6 separate regions of the Mus musculus genome follow, and all the other regions are linked to region 1. A link is a contact called in public promoter capture Hi-C data. All regions are on one chromosome and are shown on one strand. The core of a region is the stretch at or near the end of the contact, and the rest is flanking DNA. Distances in the headings are between cores, read along the strand shown. Region 1 holds the start of Mesp1 (mesoderm posterior 1). Region 2 holds the start of Homer2 (homer scaffolding protein 2). Region 3 holds the start of Ap3b2 (adaptor-related protein complex 3, beta 2 subunit). Region 4 holds the start of Slc28a1 (solute carrier family 28 (sodium-coupled nucleoside transporter), member 1). Region 5 holds the start of Wdr73 (WD repeat domain 73). Region 6 holds the start of Zscan2 (zinc finger and SCAN domain containing 2).

Region 1 (2,860 bases), core at 109-2,608:
ACTTCTGGAGACTTTATTAATAAGCATGTCACATATAAGTGGGGACAGGTTTGCTTTAATCTCTCAATTTGTATTTATTTCTCTTTATTTTTCCAACCTAGTCCCTTCATTCAGTACAACACTGAACAGGTATGGTAAGAGCAGGCATCCTCAACAGCCAGGCTCACAACTGCAGTAAGCTGAGGCAGCAGGATCAGGAGCTAAAGGCCAGCTGGGTTAGAGTAAGTTTGAGGCTAGCCTGGGCTACATGAGACCATGTTTCAAGATGTGGGAGGAAGAACACTGGAGAGACGGCTCAGCAGTTAAGAAGAGCACATGTTGCTCTTGAAGAACCCAAGGTTCTGTTCCCAGAAGCCACCTCAGGCAGCTTACAATTGCCTGCAAGGCCCGATCCTAAGGAACGTGACACCTCTGGCCTGTGTGGGGGCACCAGCACACACACACACACACACACACACACACACACACACACACACACATCTTTAAAAAATAAAAGGCAGCCTATGAACCTAACAGGTAGCATCCTATGAAATAGATTATAAAACTGCCATTGGGACAGATGAAGGTTTCTGCTTTTCAGGGTTTTTGGGTTTTGTTTTGTTTTGTTTTGTTTTTTCCAACACAGGATCTTATGTAGCCCATGTTAACCTGGGCCATATACAGCTAGGCCTGGCCTTGAACTCCTGACCCTCCTGCCTTCACCTCCCAAGTGTGCCACCAGCTCAAGGAGTTGAGTTTTGTCAAAGGACTTTTTACTCACTGTAGCTGACCAAAGCAGCAGAGCTCCAGTCATGGGAGGGCTGGGAAGGGGACCAAGCTCCCCATCTTGCCAAGACTAGAAGTGACTTGTAGTGTGGGGAGGCAGGCTCACCTCTCCCCCTGCCCGGACACCCCAGCAACCTCACAGGTCGGTCGGGATGGTTTCTTCAATGTGCCTCCCATAGCCTGGACATCAGGGAGGACTACAGGCCACATCCAAGCCTCTGGGAAGGACTGAACTAGAGTTCTCTCCGTGTCTAGAGGTCCCTAGTCCACAGTTGGCCAATGCAATCCCGAAGTCTCTTGTTATACAATTTGTAAATTAAAGTGATGGAAAAAAATGGCGTAGGGTCCCTAATAAATGAAGGTGTACCCTAAGCCTAGGAGCTAGACTTCAGTTCTCTGAGCATGGTTCTTTCAACTGGCAGTCCTGGCCATAGGTGCCTGACTTACTGAGGCCCCAAATATGGTCCAGGTGGAGCAGACTGGACTAAGGGGTCCTGCACCTCAGAGCCCCTGCTATGGTTCAAAGGGTTCAGGCCCTGCCCCCCTCCTGGCTCGAGCCGGCTTTGATATGCTGATGAATTCTGGAAGGGGCCCGCTTCACACCTAGGGCTCAGGATAAAGCTACAGCGGACCCAATGGTCAGGCCTCCGCTGCCATGGCCCAGCCCCTGTGCGAGCCGCGCTCCGAGTCCTGGATCCTGAGTCCCGCTGGTCGGCAGCCACCGATGCCTTCCGATGGGAACAGCGTCTGCTCCCCAGCCTGGTCCTCGGACCCGTGGGACGGTGCCCAGGCCAGCAGCCCTGCACCACCCTGCGCCCGCCCGGCCCGGCGTGCTGGGACCCCGGGTAGGCGCGGGACGCACGGTAGCCGCCTGGGTAGCGGACAGCGGCAGAGCGCCAGCGAGCGGGAGAAGCTACGTATGCGCACACTCGCCCGCGCGCTGCACGAGCTGCGCCGCTTCTTGCCGCCATCCGTGGCACCAACCGGCCAGAACCTGACCAAGATCGAGACGCTGCGCCTGGCCATCCGCTACATTGGCCACCTGTCGGCTGTGCTGGGACTCAGCGAGGACAACCTCCGGCGACAGCGGCACGCGGTGTCACCTCGAGGCTGCCCGCTGTGCCCCGACAGCGACCTGGCGCAGTCGCAGTCGCTCGGTCCCCGTTTAAGCCCGGCCGTCTGCAGCGGGGTGTCGTGGGGATCCCCGCCTGCCTACCCTAGACCCCGAGTCGCCGCAGAATCGTGGGACCCATCGTTCCTGTACGCAGAAACAGCATCCCAGGAAAGGCAGGAAATGGAGCCCAGTCCCTCATCTCCGGTTAGTAACCCCTTCCCCCACACTGTCGAGGTGGCGCCCCCTACTGTTGGTGCGCGACGCACAGCCCCACGTCGCGGACCAGCCTCTCTGCTGCACTCAGGATCTCCCTTGGGCGCATCCCCGTGTGCCCTGGGTGTCCGAACAGGGTGGGAGTTGGACAGGCAGGGATTAAGGACGCTTTGCTTGCTCGCTTAACCTTGAGCGTGGAGCGGATGAGCGCGGACCTGACCCTGGGGCAGGTGTTGATTGTGGCGCTGTTCACTCTTCCTGCAGCTCTTCAGCAGCGACATGCTGGCTCTTCTAGAAACCTGGACGCCGCCGCAGGAGTGGCCGCCTGCCTGAAGAGTGGAGGGGACAATGCAACGGATGATTGTCACCCTGTCTGAGCACAGACACTTTTCCTTTGGTCTTGGCACCTTCGGAGGGAGTAGATCCTGGAAGAGGCGGCAGTGATACCAACATGGGCATCCCGGGGTGGGAGCTGGCCCTCATCCAGACTGTACCATTCCAACCCTCCTTGGAAGGAGGCGCCCAATAGGGTACACGCTCTAAAGATGAAGCAGGCACAAGCTTTGCCTGGTGTGTATTTATTTATTTGTGAATAAACCGATTGTGCTAGTGTCATTTGGAGGGTTTATTTTTCTTTCTTCCTTATTTGGGGGTGTGTGGGAGGGGGAACCTCACACTGTACGGCCCAGGCTGGCCCAAACTCATGGTGGCACGAGCCCCCATTGCCCCATGCTCCCATACCCTGCTGGAAGTTCTGCTATGTGTCAG
Region 2 (2,860 bases), core at 264-2,763, 1.9 Mb before region 1:
TTGGCACAGCCCTGGTCTTTGGAATTCAGCTTGTGTTAGAAGAACTTCCTCTGGGGCTGACTGTTCATTAGTCTTGGCTCTAAACAGAGTCACCTGTGTGCACAGATCCTGACCAATTTTGTATAGATAGGGCTTGGTCTGTTTACTTATTCATTCAACAAATATTGGTGGAAGACTTTGAATTCCCATTGTAGGTAGTAGAGGTTACAATTATGGGCAAAAAGCCACATCTTTCTAAGAGTTTGCAGGTGTGTCTGGAATATTAAACCAATAATTTTACACGAGATACTACTAACAGTAAGTGCAAGGAAGAAAAATGGACCGGAACAATGCCATCCACGGCCTTCGGTTAAGCCCCTAAGGGACGCGACAGTGTAACAGTGATCTGAAGCACATGTAGGAATGAAGGGGAAAAAAATCTTCCCAGACAGAAAGAAGAGCACGTGGGTAGGCTGAGAGAATGGCCAGCTGGCTGGAGTGCGGCGAGCAAGGGCAAAGTGAGAGGGCTGGAGGTGGTAGTGGACTGGCCAGGCTCATCCCAAGGACAGTGGGAGGGGAGCCTCAGATCAACTTGTATTTCAGAAATTACTGACCACCGTTTAGAAATGGGGTGGGTGCTCTTGTGAGGTGAAGGAGCTAGGTAGCTAGTCACAGTGGCCTGAAGGGAAATGAGGGCAGGGGCACGGTGGTGGCCCTATTCCAGTTGCTTGTCCTTGCCTTCTCCTCCCAGTCCCTGTCTGTCCAGAGATGCCAGGCTTGTGTGGGCAATGTGTGCTCAGCCGAAGACAATCCCGTGGAAGGCCCAGTGTGGGGTGATGGTTAGGTTGGCTCCAGTGCTGGCCTTTGGTAGGGAATCATAGCCAAGCTTAAGGAAGCCTCTCAAATTTTGCCAACTCGCTATGCTGAGGGTGTGCGTTTCTGTCTTTACCCAGGGAAGAGTTCAGGGAACCTGCTTTGGGCTACAGAATCCTCCTTGCCATCTTACCCTCCAGGATTTTAAGGCCACTCAGCCAGACAGGTGGGCAGGAAGACGAAGGTGGGCATTAAATGGGGTGGGGAGCAAATCGTGGTCCTGCCCATCTCAGACTCTGGAGACGTGAGATCTAATCTGAGACTGTGACCTTGGTCACATCATTTCTCCTCCCTGGGGGGCTTCGGTTCCCTCATCTGCAAACTAAAGGTGGCCAAAAAGTCCCTGCCAGCTGCGACTTCAAGTCCAGCAGGTGGGACATCCCGTCCGAGGCGCGGCGCCAAGCTTGGCAGGGCGCGCGGGTGCGGGGTCGACACAGGAGAGGAGGGGGCTGCTGGAAGAAGCGGCGACTGCGCGGCAGCGCGGGGGACGCTGCACACGCTGCCGCGCCCCCAGCTCCAGGCGGGCGGCGGCGGCCCGGGGGCCACGAGGTTACGTAAGGAGCGGGCGGGAGGGACCGGCGGCTCCGCCCGAGCGCGGCCGCCCAGCCCCCGGCCGCCCAGCCCCCGCCCTCCCGCCCGCCCGCGCCTGGCGGCGGCCCCGACACCGGCAGAGCAGCCGCGCAGCCGGCGGAATGGAACGGCGCCGGGGCTGAGCCGGGCGCACTCGGGCCGCCGCATGTGCCGCGCGGGGAGCAGCTGCCGAGCGGGCGGAGAGCGAACGCCAGGGGCCCCGTCGGAGCGGCCGCACGAGCAGCGCCGGAGATGGGGTGAGTGAGCTCGCGGAGCGCCCGCGAGGGGCTACGGGCCGCCGGTCGCGTGCTGCGGCGGGAGCTCGGGGCGCCCCCGGCCTGGGCGCGGACTTTGCGCCTGGAGCCCACGGCCCTTCCCGTCTCAGCCAGCCGGGCGCGGAGACACCTGGCGGGGACCCGCACCCGGGCTGGTCTCGGCGCCTCGGCCATTCCGCGGTCTCCTTGCCCCTAGCGCGAGCAACTCCAGGGCCTGGGTTTGTGAGTGTGAAAAGCAGTTTGCCTTTCTTCACGGCTGCATTTACAGCCAGCGACATAGAAATCGAAGTTTTCCTGGAAAGGAAACACACCCAATAATAACCCTTCAGCGTAGGAATAGTGGACTTGTAGGCAGCGTTGAGATGCGACAATCTGTTAGGCACCTAGGTGAGGCTCCAGATGCTTGGGAGGGAAGTTGGAGCACTCAGTTGAAGTGACTAATGCTCCTGAGTATATAAAGTAATTTTAAAAGCAGGATTGATTTCTCTTCGGCGTCTCTCCGAGCAGTAGGCGCTGTGAGTCAGGAGCCACTGTGCTAATAACACAGTAACTCTTTACATCTGCTCGCCGATGTGAGCGCACACTCATGGTGTTTCAGTCTCTATGCGAGATATGGTTTGTGTGCTTGCTCTCCACAAGAGGAAACTGAGGCCGGTTTAGTTGGGAGACTTCTCCCAGCTTGAACAGCTGATACATTTGTAAAAGGGGAATACTTAGTGTGTGGTTGCTCACCGGCAGAAGCTAGGCCACTGCCTGACTGGCCATGAGGATGGTTAAGGACATCAGAGGTCTGTCTTCTGCTGCTGAGCCCAGTGTTCTTCAAACAGCCTTTCATGGGGCCCAGAGGCCTCTGCTGTGTAGGTGGTCTAGAGAACTAGCTTCCCTTTGGGGATGGGTGCCATGGGAAGAGTCATGATCGCCCTGGTGGCCCCACCAGCCCCTATGGGGCAGTGGCTTTACTGTGCTTAGCTCCAGACAAGCCTCAGGAGTGGCTTTCTCCGTGGAGCTGGTAGAGTTTTGGAGGGAGCAGAGGCAAGCAAGGTAGAGCTCCGGGTAGGAGAGCAGATGGCTGTGGACGCCAAGATGGAACAAGGGGGACAGAGGGCCCATCGGAAGTTTGCTTAGGAATATTGATGCCTATCCAAGAGACTTATGTTGGACGA
Region 3 (2,860 bases), core at 179-2,678, 1.7 Mb before region 1:
GAGTACAAACGTTTCTGGGTTACTGTGAGGGTGTCGTGTGTAAACAGGGGCACAGAGCTCTGCAGCGCTCCCGACAGCTCTGGCGTGTGCTACGCAGGCGCGGTGGCGTTGACCCTAGGGTGCTGGAGAGCCGCGTGCGAGAAGCTATGGACAACGATCCTCCTCCCTACCATCCCACTAGCAGCAACTGTGTGCACTTTGCACTGAACCTGTTGGGCATGGACTCAGTAAGTGCCTCTCTTCTACCTGCCCACATCCCATGCCAGCCCCAGTCTGCTAACAAAGGCACCTAACCAACTTGCTCCAGCATAATTCAGATGATTCCCCTCTCCACTACACCCAGACCAGGTTCCTTTCATCTTAAACTCTTTACTCTGGCAATCTAAAGTCCCCAGAATAGGTGTACCTATTTTTGAAGTTACACACTTTGAAACCCTTTAGCGCCAGGTAGACCTCAGGCTACTGTTCTTAGATCCTGAGCAGATATATTTACTGAACATGACCGATCTCCAACCCAGGGGCTGCTCCAACTCCATCCTTCTTTTTGCAGTAGAACTTTCTATTGATCCAAAGTCCGCCTTTCTCAGTTCCATCCTTTTCCAAACAGTCCACCAATTCTGATCTTAGAGAATTGGGACCCTAGTCTACAAATCTCGGTCCTTGGGAATACTTCCATTCTATGAGCCTGGCCAGGAGTTCCCAATCACTCAACCTCATGTCCAAAATCTAGACCAAAGATAAACAATTCACCATCAGCCTAGTCCAGGGTGTTCTCTCTAATCCAGAACTAGCTACAATCCTTCTTCTTGCTTTCCTTCCTTCCTTCCTTCCTTCCTTCCTTCCTTCCTTCCTTCCTTCCTCCCTTCCTTCCTTCCTTGGGTCTTAGGAGCTAAGCTTGATAAATCACAAAGTCCTGGAGACCTGGCAATTACACCAGACCCTAACTCAATCTGTTCGTCTTCTTTCCCTTCTAGATGTCAATGGACAGGAACCTAACCAGTGATTAATGTGACCTTGGGTCCTCCTGAATGGGCCAAAAGAGGTTTCAGAAGGGATCATTAAAGTATTTTCCCAAACGTAATTAGGATGTTGGAGGTTCTCTTTACTCCACCTAGAACTGATTTGCTCCCAGAATGCCCTTAGCACTTGCTTCCTGGGTCAGCCTCCTCTTAAATTCCACTTCTTCCAGGAAGTTGCTATGATTCCCAGTGAGTAAGCAGGTTATCCTCAGAGGGATTTAGACTGTGTGAAAAAGGATGGAAAGGTACCCACCCCTAAATCTCCAAGGTAGATGTTCCAACCCAGGCCTGCGAGTATGGCCTTCTTTCAGTGTCCCTCACGTCCCCCTCTCTCACTGCATGGGTGGGCGGGTCCGTGGAGGTCAGGTGATCGGGAGGGCGGAGGCAGGAGGTCCGCATCCCTCCAAAGACTATACAGTCATCAGCCCTGCAGCCTTGCTCACTGTGAGAGACCTTTAGATGCTTGCAGTTGCCAGAGAGTTCTGAGAGATTGGGACAGGGCAGGCGCTGTTCCTCCGTCCCCTGTCAGCTCACCCCAACCCTGCACTCCGCGGGTGGTGCCGGTCCCTTTAAGAACCTTAGCGCTCAGCCCTGATTGCTGAATCTGCGCGCTGCCTCCGCCGCGCAGATTGCAGCTCCGCAGAGCTAGGCGTGCATCCCATTCCTCGACCAAAGCCCAACCCGGCCGCTCAGCCACCCCTCAGCGCAGATCCATGTCGGCCGCTCCGGCCTACAGCGAAGACAAGGGCGGCTCAGCCGGTCCCGGGGAGCCAGAATATGGCCACGACCCGGCGAGCGGCGGTATCTTCTCCTCGGACTACAAGCGGTGAGCTAGCGAGCGCCGGCCGGGTGCGGCTGGCGCGCAGGCACCATGGACAGCGCCCGCGAGGCTGCGGCCCTGCCGACCCAGACCCGCCCTGCGCGCTTCCCGGGGTTCCCGCAGCAGGGCCACTTCGCCTTTAGCTACGAAGGGGCGGGGGACCCAAGGCTGGTGGGGGAGGGACCAGACAGGCGGGGTCCTTATGGAACAGCTGCGATGATGTTTGCAGCCTTTTATTCGCTGGCTCAAAGAGAAACCAAAACAAAACCCCCAAAACCAATTCCGTAGGGGACGGGTCTGAATTGGGGAACTGGAGTTTGAGTGTGGTCCACTCCAGGAAGCCGGCCCTGGATGTAGACTGAGAAACTGGCTCCTCCTGCAAATTAATTTCTCCATCTTTCCCCAACCCCCACATTGCCCTATGATTCAGCCCTACTTGGTTTGAATCTTACCTTTGACTCATTCATTTATTTGTTCATAAATTCAATAGCACATTAATTAAAGGCCTGTGGACCTGTTAGTCACGGAACGGAGTAGTGAACAGGAGCCAATAGATTGTTCCAACCGGGAGCACAATTGTAGCCCTGACAATTCAAGGGTCAGGAGTGGGAGTGCAAGACATGTTCCATTTCAGGGAGGAAGGTACTCTCGTGTTAGAAATGGGTCTGGGGTCTCAGGGAAATCACCACACAATCCAGAGCACAAGGCGCAAGCGAATGCACTTCTTCAGAAGGGTCACTCAACCAGGCAGGTTCACCGAGTGCGAGTCCCACTGGATTTTTATTACTAATGATCGGGTGACCCTGTTCCTTACCCTGCATGGTCAGTGCTAGGCCTCACATGCTCAAGCAGCTGCAAACAGCAACAAACCCTTAAAAGTCAGTCAACTGATATGCAAAGTGCAACTTTTGAGAACAGGATGCAGCTGTGAGCACATACTTTGATCTTAGACAAATGTTAGGCTGTGAGCCTGTCCAAAATTCATAGCCCCTGGGGCTGGCAGGCCTCTACTGGGAAGAGT
Region 4 (2,860 bases), core at 142-2,641, 1.3 Mb before region 1:
TGCATGACTCCAGGGCACTTCTTACTGCACTGTCCAAGTAGGGGGCTAGGGGGCACTTGGTAAAGAAGAGGGAGCCTTGTTAGGGAAGGGAGGGAGGGCAGAAGGTATCATGTCAAGCTTTTCAGTCCTCTGCTTGGCCTTTGGGGAGCCAAGACAAGATGGCAAGTTCTTTAAATGCCAAGGACACCCCACCCCATCATCTGCTTCCCCTCTCATCTTGTAGACCAGATGTTCTTCCCTCCTGGGACCTTTGCTGACAGCACACAGTGGGTACATCACACAGTGGGTACTCAGAACATGTTTAAGGGGTGAAATAAAGGGGGTGCTTTGTGCTGGGGAGGTACTACACAAGCAGAGCTCAGAGCACAGAGTGAAACACACAGTCCCCCAGCCCATAGCTGCCAGTCAAGCTGAGGGGCCCTCCCACTATGAGCTGCTAGTCAAACTGAGCCACCCCACCTAGTGAGATGCCAATCAAGCTGAGCCCCACACCACCCCACACCCCTGTGAGATGCCAGTCAGGCTGAGGAGGTGCTATAGGGGAAGAGGACAGACCATTATTTCCAGGAACTCGGCCCCCATGTTCTCCAGGCCATGGGCCACAGGTGTGAGGGAAATGGACTCTCGTTGCCTCGGTGTGTCGTCTGCCATGTGCTAGGCTCTTCAGCTGAAAGACAAAGATGTCACAGAGGGTCCACAGCCGAAAGGAGGGCCAGGAGAGAGAAAAGGAACCAGAGAGGGAGGGCGAGGGGGAGGGGAAAGGGAGAGGGAGAGAGAAGGGGAGAGTGGGAGAGACACCCTTTCTGCCCTCTCTCCTGATCCTGGGAGATGCAAGTCCTTGTAAGCTCCAACAGTGAACTGTCCCTTAGTCACCAGTCACCAGGAAGGGAAAGAGGGGATGGCGTAGGCACTGGTGTGGGCACGGCTCAGAAAAGAGCCCTTAGTTATCTTTACTTCCTACAACCGGTGAAAATCATTGGCAGGGGAGGAAGTGCTCATTTCATCCATCTTGAAGCCAGCGCTACCCAGGACTGTTCCACTCAAAACCGAACATTCCTCATTCTCAGTGAAGCTGCTTTTAGATGTTAGCTCACCTGCAAATGAGAGCCCAAACTCCCGTTTCCCCACTGCGGTCCCTCTCTTGCCCACACCTTAGGCCTTCCCTACTCAACAGCAGCTGGCTAAGCAGATCTTCCCCAGACACAGACCCTCAGAGGGCATGTGGAGCATGCAGCCAGGGCTGGGGGATGCCTGCTACCTGGGCACTCGCATTCACTGCTGTACGGAGAGGAGAGGAGCCCACACTACTCACAGATTTGTAGTGAGAAGGCAGCGTCAGGAGGGATTGACTGTTAAGAACTGACTGACTGAAGCACAGGTTGCTGTGGGAGGGCTGGGTCCAACCTGCTTGGGCTTTGGCCTGTTCACTTCTGTGGAAATTCCTGGGCAGAGTCCAAAACTGAAGTAGGTTGGGCTTCCCCAGAGCTCAGGGCCACCGCAGGGGCGGGGACCCCAGCCTGTTTCAGAAAAAGCATGATGGGGTAGCCTGGCTCACTCAAGCCGGGTCCTCTGTGGTCCTGCCCTCTGTCTGCTGCCCTTTCCCAAACCAACCTCTTCCTGGCCTTGCTCCAGGACGCCTCCTTTGGGAAGCCACCTTGGTTACTCTCTCCCTCCTCTTTCTGTCAGCATCCTGGAAATGTGTCTTCGTGTTGTGGCTCAGCCTCCTTTTCTCACAGTATCGGCGACTCGTTTTCCAAAACTAGAAGATATTGAAAGCGCTGTCTTTATCACAAACAGGTGGTGGCTCGGGGCTAAGCATCACACAGTCGCAGAAACAAGCCAAAATCACACCATTTCCTTCTCCCCTTTCTTCCTAGAGTGACACCCGAGTTACACGTGCAAAGTTGGGGGACAACACTTTCATCTACAGTCTTCAAACTAAATTTAAACTTACCTGACAGGATTTAATAATTGATGATGCACACTCTTTAATAATTAATTATCTTTTATGATACAAAAGATGCCTCACACAGAGGCATACACTGGCTGTTTTGGAAAAATGGAAAAGAAGAGGCTGGACATAAGTGGTACCCCCTGTTCTTAGAAACTATCTGTTTCTATTGGGGTTAGGAGAATATCGTCTCATCTAACCCAGCCTGACTTTGAACCTGCTATGTAGCCGAAGTTAGCCCTAAACACCCAATCCTCTGGCCTCCACATGTCCAATACTGGGATTCCAGGTGTGCATCTCCACACCCCTGGTCATGCGGAATGAAGCATGAAGGTGTTATAGAAATATACAGAGCCTAAGAATTTTTCTTATTTCCCCTTAAGTATACACTATTTTGTTATTCATTTTCCAATAGGAAATTGTACTGTTGCAGGGTTTTCACAACTTGCTTATCTGAATATACATATACACACACATACACATGGACACATACCTATATTGTATCTGGAGATACATATACACACACATGGACACATACCTATATTGTATCTGGAGATACATATACACACACATGGATACATACGTATATTGTATCTGGAGATACATATACGCACACATGGACACATACGTATATTGTATCTCGAGATACAATACCCACTGTCAGGTCACTGGTCCCCTTGATCATAAGATAAATGTTTACCTTGAGCAAGACTGGGATGGGGCCAGAGCAGATACTGAAGGAGCCCCCCTCAGCCTCAATGAAGGGAAAGGACCTTATCCGCTTTGATGCCTCTGTTCTCAGTGGCTCCTCTTGTGCGTGCGCGCGCGCACACAAACACACACACACACACACACACACACACACACACACACACACTGCTCTTTCTTCCTCTTGGTGCCCAGAAGCCG
Region 5 (2,860 bases), core at 190-2,689, 1.1 Mb before region 1:
GTGATGTCCTTTAGTTGTCATGACTACCCTGTGAAGTTGGGGCTATATTCTGGGAAAACCAATCCCCCTGACTCCTCAGGTCTTCCAGGGAGAAAGGTTCTCACTGAGAGGCTCAGCTGAGAGCCTGCAGCTGCCCTCCTGGGTACACTCAGCATTTCCCTGATTTGTGGACTCCAGAGTCAAGTCTTCCCTTCTTGCCTTCAGTACAGGAGGCTGCTGGAGCCACTACTGCAGAAGTGATGCCAATAATGGAACAAACCGGATGCTGGGCTTAGAATGTGTCCATCCAGGGAAGCTGACAATGGAACCCTAGCAGTGGCCTCCTCTGGATGTAAATCCTAAGCTCAAATGTGTTAATCTGTTACTGTGATTTCTGGTTGGGTCACCAGGAATGTTAATGATGCAGACACAAAGTCTTTCCTGCTGTATTTCTTGCTTCCCTGGTGAAGTGGTGAATAAAAATACTGCTCTTTACACAGAATGTCTGGGCCTCTCCTTCCACCCACATTTGAGGAAAGAGGGAAGGGTTCTGGAGGGTGGCATGTTCAGAGAGCTAGGGTGGTCTTAGAAAAGCCCCATCACCCCCCACCATGGCACCAGCCAGCCAGCTCTCAGCAGTCAGGTGTTGTGTTGGCTGCACTGATCCAGCCACGAGTGAGTTCTGCTACCAAAAGCTTCTTCCCCTGCAGTGGGGGGCTACCTACACTATGCTGCACTCGCCCCACCTTTGATCCCCATGGCAAACTTTAGTGCACTACCTGGTGCATACGGGAGAGAGCCACACTAGAATCCAGCCCTGCTGTGTTCTTTTTCTTCTCCGAATGTAGGGTCCTCCATACATGTTGCCAAAGTTATCGAATAAAAATTAAGTTGGAATGTCAGATACTTTGTTGATCGTGTCCTGTGTAACAGTAGACTGGCCTCGAACTCTCTATGCAGCAGATGATGACCTAAAACTTCTGATCAGTCATGCGCCACCGCGCTGGGTTTTTTGTCTATTTTTACGGGGTACTGAAAAGCTAACTCCGTGCATGCCGGGCAAGCACTCTAGCAGCTGAGCTACATCCCCAGTTAAACAAGATTCCTTTCATTTTAAAAAATAAAAAAGTCCTTAAGTATCCTTTACGGACAATACACGCAAACTTAAATTAACTGTTCACTTGAAGTGCCAATTAAGTCTGTATTGTACCTGCTTTGGGACACTGACAGCTCTTTGGCTGCACATTCTTGATCCTAAATATACATTAGGGGTATATTTGATGTCTCCGATCCTGCTTGTAGCTGACATCGATGGATCTGGTTTTTTTGCGTCGTTTTCACCCGGACTCTGCACACAGAACAGAAGAAACATCAACAGGGCTTCGCGCAGCGCTGAGCGCTTCCGCCCCAGCCAGCGGAAGACCACGCCCTCTCCTCGCGAGAGCGCGCGCCTGCCCAGGAAGTCTGGCTGGCGGAAGTGGAGCGACGGAAGCCACAGTTGCTATGGAGCTCGCTGAGGACTGGCTCGTGGAGTCTTTGCGATTGTAAATTGGCCCGTGGGCGGGTCTGATGGGCAATGGGAGAGGGCGCGTGCGGTTGTGGGCTCGTGGGCAGTGCCCAGGCACGGACCGATGGAGGTCCTGACCCCCGGCCTCTAGCTCTGGGACTCTGGGTCCTTTGTAAGCAAGTAATGTGACCAGATCCGCGCATGTGAGGGCTGATAAGGCACACATGGCCGGTTACCCTGGGCCGGATTCTAGGTTAACTTGAACACAGGTTTCTCCTGATTGTTCACCTCAACTTGGGGAAATCAACTTTATGGGAGTTCCGCAGGTGAGGAACCAAGGCTTGGTTCCTTATGGCCAGCCCGGTCTCATACACCAGGGAGGAAAATGCAGAAGAAAAGATTCAGCCCCATGTTTACCTAACTCCAGAGCCTGGTTCCACCAGTCCTTCAGCGATCTCCCAGTTCTTGGTTAGCTGTGCGTCGCGTGATTTTTGTAACCCTATCCTGCAGGTACCAAGACTTCCATGCATTTGACCTCTCAGGAGCCACTCGAGTCCTTGAGTGGATTGGTGAAAAAGGTAATATATCTTGCCTGCTACTAAACGAGATGCGTTTCTGCCTCATGGGCTGAATTTTAAAGTCTGAGCCGCTAGGGAGACCCATTCAACTTCCATCCCCTGACACAAGGCTACTCAGAGAATGGGGAAGGTATTGGGAGAATTTATAAATCCAGCCACGATCCACGATATTTCTAACTCTTTGTCATAGTTACTGTTTTATTTCAGGAGTCTTTGTTGCTGGTTATGAAAGTTTGAAAAAAAATGAGATTCTTCATTTGATACTACCTCTCAGGCTCTCTGTACAGGAAAACCAGGTAACTTAAATAGAGAAGCTGATTATCTGTGTCAATTTATTATGCATTTCTGGAGTGCCTGTTACTCTGCCTGACAAGTACCTGGGGCTGCCACAGAAGGAGGGGGGGGGGGCGGGCGGCGGCGTGTGCAAACCTTTAATCCAGGCACTTGGGAGGCAGAGGCAGGTGAATCTCTGTGAGTTTGGGGCCAGCTTGGTCTACAGAACGAGTTCCAGGACATCCAAGGTTACACAGAGAAACCCTGTCTCAAAAAAAAAGAAAAACAAAACCAAAGTCTAGAACAAGGCCCCTGTGCATGGGGATGAATGCCAAGGACAAGCAGGTGGTCGCAGGAGAGCTGCTACAGGCAAAGAGCAGTCTTACTTTATCAGAAATAGACGTGGGCTGGAGAGATGGTTCGGGGGCTCAGAGCACTCTGCGCTTCCAGAGGATCTGCGTTTGACTCCTGGCACCCACATTGCAGTTCACAACTTGCTGTAACTCCTTTCCAGGGCATCCAG
Region 6 (2,860 bases), core at 252-2,751, 1.1 Mb before region 1:
TGGTCTGAAGTGGGGTAGAAACACCTAGTAGATATTTAAAGACAACAAGGGGATATAGCAACCCAATAATAATAATAATAATAATAATAATAATAATAATAATAATAACTACCACACACATACACAGCATTGCTCTTTTCAGAAGACCAAAGGAAGAGTAGTGGGATGCAGTGATCTGGGCTGAGAGAAACAGAACTGACATATCCTACCCTAAGTCAGTTCAGACTCCCTTCAGAGACTGTGACCTAACAAAGAGGTTAGTCATTCAACCTCAGTGACCACTTAATGAATAGATAACACTCATCCTTATCATATGGAACATCATAGTGATTACTAATGGATCGCATGTCAAGGTGCCCCCAGCTTCACTACAAGTCATTAGTGCTATATTTCAAAGGAGGTTGCCCTCAGATAATCTCCCAGATCCCAGAATCCAGGACTCCTCAAGGCCCCTATATAAAATGGTGTACCAAATACCTTCAATCATCTCTAGACAACATATACTTAAGTGTAAATAATATGTAAACAGTTGGTATGCTGTACTGTTTGGGAATAATAACGAGAACGCTCCTACATGTTCAGTACAGACATTTCTGTTTATTTTTTTGCTTCTGAAGCAAGATCTCATTATGTAGCCCACGCTGGCCTCGAACTCCTGACCTGCCTGTCCTGCTTCCTGAGTGCTGAGATTACTGCCTGCCCAATTCCTTTTTAAATGAACACACATGGGGATCATTGCGGGGGGTGGGGGTGTGGGGGACACACACCTAGATCTGAGTAGTAGCTCTACAAAATATTCAAAGCAGTGGAATTAAAAACTATTTAAGTATTATGAAAGCAATGAATATTTATTTTTAAAAAATCATTACACCATAGAATCAGATAACATGCCCTCCCCCATGAAAATAGCAAAAGTTAAAACAGAACAGCAACAACAGAAAGAAAACTGAAGCTCCCAATGTCAATTTGTCCAAAATGACTACGTGAAACACAAATACATCGTAATTCTTCCTGGACATCCCGGGAACACTGAACCTAGACAGCTTATTAGCTAAGCCTGGCTCCGACACGCCCCCTCAGAACCTCAGTTTCCCCACCTGGTCAAGGAGGCGGCTCGGTGGGATGTCGTCGAGCATCCCTTCCCAGTGTAAAGCCTGCGTTCCTAGGCTGCGCGTACCCAGCGCTCTGGTGTGAGCGGAGCCTCGAGGGCTCCGAAGAACCAGGACGCAGAGCTGCGCGTCCAGCCCGTCGGGCGCGGACACCGACGCCCCTCCCCCAAACTGCCCTGAGCTGGCTCCAGGCCCGTTACTCGCTGTCTCTCTGGCTGTTCCCCGCGGGGCGCGCGGCTCCTGACCTGCCTCTCCCGCTCGCCTCTCCAGGGACCAGGTCCTGTTCCCGCTATCTCTCTGAGCGCAAAAGCACCCCACGGTCTGGCCCGGCCCGGCCCGGCCCCTCTGGATTCACCTCAGCTCAAGCCCAAGGGGCACAGAGAACAATGGACGGGAGAGGCCCGCCCATGGCCACTCTCATTGGCTGTCCACAACAGTTCCTGAAATTCTGCTCCACTATTGGTGAAAACTGCGTCCAGATGGGCGTTGGGAGGGAAGTTCCACCCGATGCATTGCGGGAAATGTAGTTTACCCAGAGACGGGGGGGGGGGTGGTTTGTACCTGAGCGAACAGAGGGTTTGATAGCCGTAAGTAATGCCTCCGGATCAGAGGCAGAGGACGACCCAGGACTAGCTGTCTGTCTTCTAGTACTGCCCAAAGCTTTCACCTGAGACAGATAGTGCCAATTCTCTAAAGCTCGCGTGTATTTATCTATAAAAAATGAAAGCTGGGTGAATGTATCAGTCTTTTTCAGCTGAGAATTGAGTGGCAAATGAGCCCTCGAGAGCCAAAAGCTGACTCTAAGCAGAGAAGAAATCTGCGCAATCAAAGTTCCTCTTGGCCCAAGTTCGCACCTCTCCTGGAAATTTGCAGCTACGCACAGGCATTTGCACTCCGGGGTTGCACTCCCCTTTGTTTTCACACGTGGTATTCTTGCGTCTTCACGAAAGCCCCGCCCCGCTCTTTCTGCTTTGTAAGTCCTAGTCTATAGTCGGCTCCTTGGAACCTGCCCTACAGTTAGGCAAGAGGTTAGCTCTGGGAGGGAATGACCACCCAGGCACCCTAAAACAGGACACAAAGGACAATAGTGGTCCTTCCAGATGGGTCATCTCAAGGTCCCCAAAACAGGATGTAAAGAACAGCAATAGATGGTAGTGGTCTACTAGTTGGCTCAGCTTCAACTGGCTTCAGGGTATCTCTAGATAAGAGTATGCATGGAGTGCCTGCTACCCCTTCACCAAGTGAACTTTTCAGCTTTGAGGGCACTTAAGCCCCAAGACTGGGTGAAATGAGCTTCCAAGAAAAGTGTGCCACTTTGTTTTAGTGCCCGCCTTAATGGAGGGACAGGGAGAGGATAACAGATAAAGGATAAATCTAAACCCACTTCTGTCCCCGACACAGCCATTCCTACTCTGTACGGATTGCTCTCTTCCCAAAGAGCATACAAACTTTTACTCCCTTACTCGCTCTAGTTAAAACCCTTGACTTGGGGGCTGGAGAGATGGTTCAGTGGTTAAGTGTGGGAAGCCGTTGCAGAGTGGCAGTTGCAGAGTGGCAGTTGCAGAGTGGCAGTTGGCTACTGCTGGCCACTACACATACATAGGCAGTGAAGGTTCTTTTGCCAAGACAAGTTAACCAATCAGATGTGAGACACACCTCTCCTAGGCCTATGTAAGCAGCACCAGTTCTGGGCTCAGGGTCTTTTCGCCTCTACAATCAAGCTCTCCCAATAAACGTGTGCAGAAGGATCC

The links. Promoter capture Hi-C pulls out the DNA fragments that hold promoters and counts their contacts.
Region 2: a contact with region 1 is called in a promoter capture Hi-C map of liver, with 3 times the contacts expected there. The contact joins the promoter of Homer2 here to the promoter of Mesp1 in region 1.
Region 3: a promoter capture Hi-C map of liver shows a contact between it and region 1, with 4 times the contacts expected there. The contact joins the promoter of Ap3b2 here to the promoter of Mesp1 in region 1. A contact is called at or near these places in 2 of 39 promoter capture datasets (liver and pre-B cells).
Region 4: a promoter capture Hi-C map of pre-B cells shows a contact between it and region 1, with 7 times the contacts expected there. The contact joins the promoter of Slc28a1 here to the promoter of Mesp1 in region 1. A contact is called at or near these places in 2 of 39 promoter capture datasets (liver and pre-B cells).
Region 5: a promoter capture Hi-C map of liver shows a contact between it and region 1, with 3 times the contacts expected there. The contact joins the promoter of Wdr73 here to the promoter of Mesp1 in region 1. A contact is called at or near these places in 2 of 39 promoter capture datasets (liver and pre-B cells) and 1 of 115 datasets of contacts at active chromatin or transcription factors (fetal liver).
Region 6: a promoter capture Hi-C map of pre-B cells shows a contact between it and region 1, with 3 times the contacts expected there. The contact joins the promoter of Zscan2 here to the promoter of Mesp1 in region 1.

The regions. Positions count from the first base shown.
Region 1 is chr7:79,792,088-79,794,947 of GRCm38.p6, reverse strand. Mesp1 (mesoderm posterior 1) reads left to right here and starts at 1,358. Exons shown (of 2, transcript NM_008588.2): 1 at 1,358-2,083; 2 at 2,357-2,707. The coding sequence starts at 1,421. The coding sequence ends at 2,425.
Region 2 is chr7:81,705,578-81,708,437 of GRCm38.p6, reverse strand. It overlaps Homer2 (homer scaffolding protein 2), which reads left to right and starts at 1,513. Exons shown (of 9, transcript NM_001164086.1): 1 at 1,513-1,679. The coding sequence starts at 1,675. It overlaps Gm32579 (a long non-coding RNA gene), which reads left to right. Exons shown (of 2, transcript XR_391652.2): 2 at 1-286.
Region 3 is chr7:81,492,493-81,495,352 of GRCm38.p6, reverse strand. Ap3b2 (adaptor-related protein complex 3, beta 2 subunit) reads left to right here and starts at 1,428. Exons shown (of 26, transcript NM_021492.3): 1 at 1,428-1,845. The coding sequence starts at 1,733. BC048679 (cDNA sequence BC048679) reads left to right here. Exons shown (of 6, transcript NM_001193274.1): 5 at 1-227; 6 at 975-1,079. The coding sequence ends at 1,007.
Region 4 is chr7:81,113,330-81,116,189 of GRCm38.p6, reverse strand. Slc28a1 (solute carrier family 28 (sodium-coupled nucleoside transporter), member 1) reads right to left here and starts at 1,391. Exons shown (of 18, transcript NM_001004184.3): 1 at 1,313-1,391; 2 at 556-667. The coding sequence starts at 651.
Region 5 is chr7:80,899,848-80,902,707 of GRCm38.p6, reverse strand. Wdr73 (WD repeat domain 73) reads left to right here and starts at 1,439. Exons shown (of 8, transcript NM_028026.2): 1 at 1,439-1,523; 2 at 1,997-2,064; 3 at 2,272-2,360. The coding sequence starts at 1,483. It overlaps Nmb (neuromedin B), which reads left to right. Exons shown (of 3, transcript NM_026523.4): 3 at 205-481. The coding sequence ends at 240.
Region 6 is chr7:80,859,572-80,862,431 of GRCm38.p6, reverse strand. It overlaps Zscan2 (zinc finger and SCAN domain containing 2), which reads right to left and starts at 1,501. Exons shown (of 3, transcript NM_001382511.1): 1 at 1,355-1,501.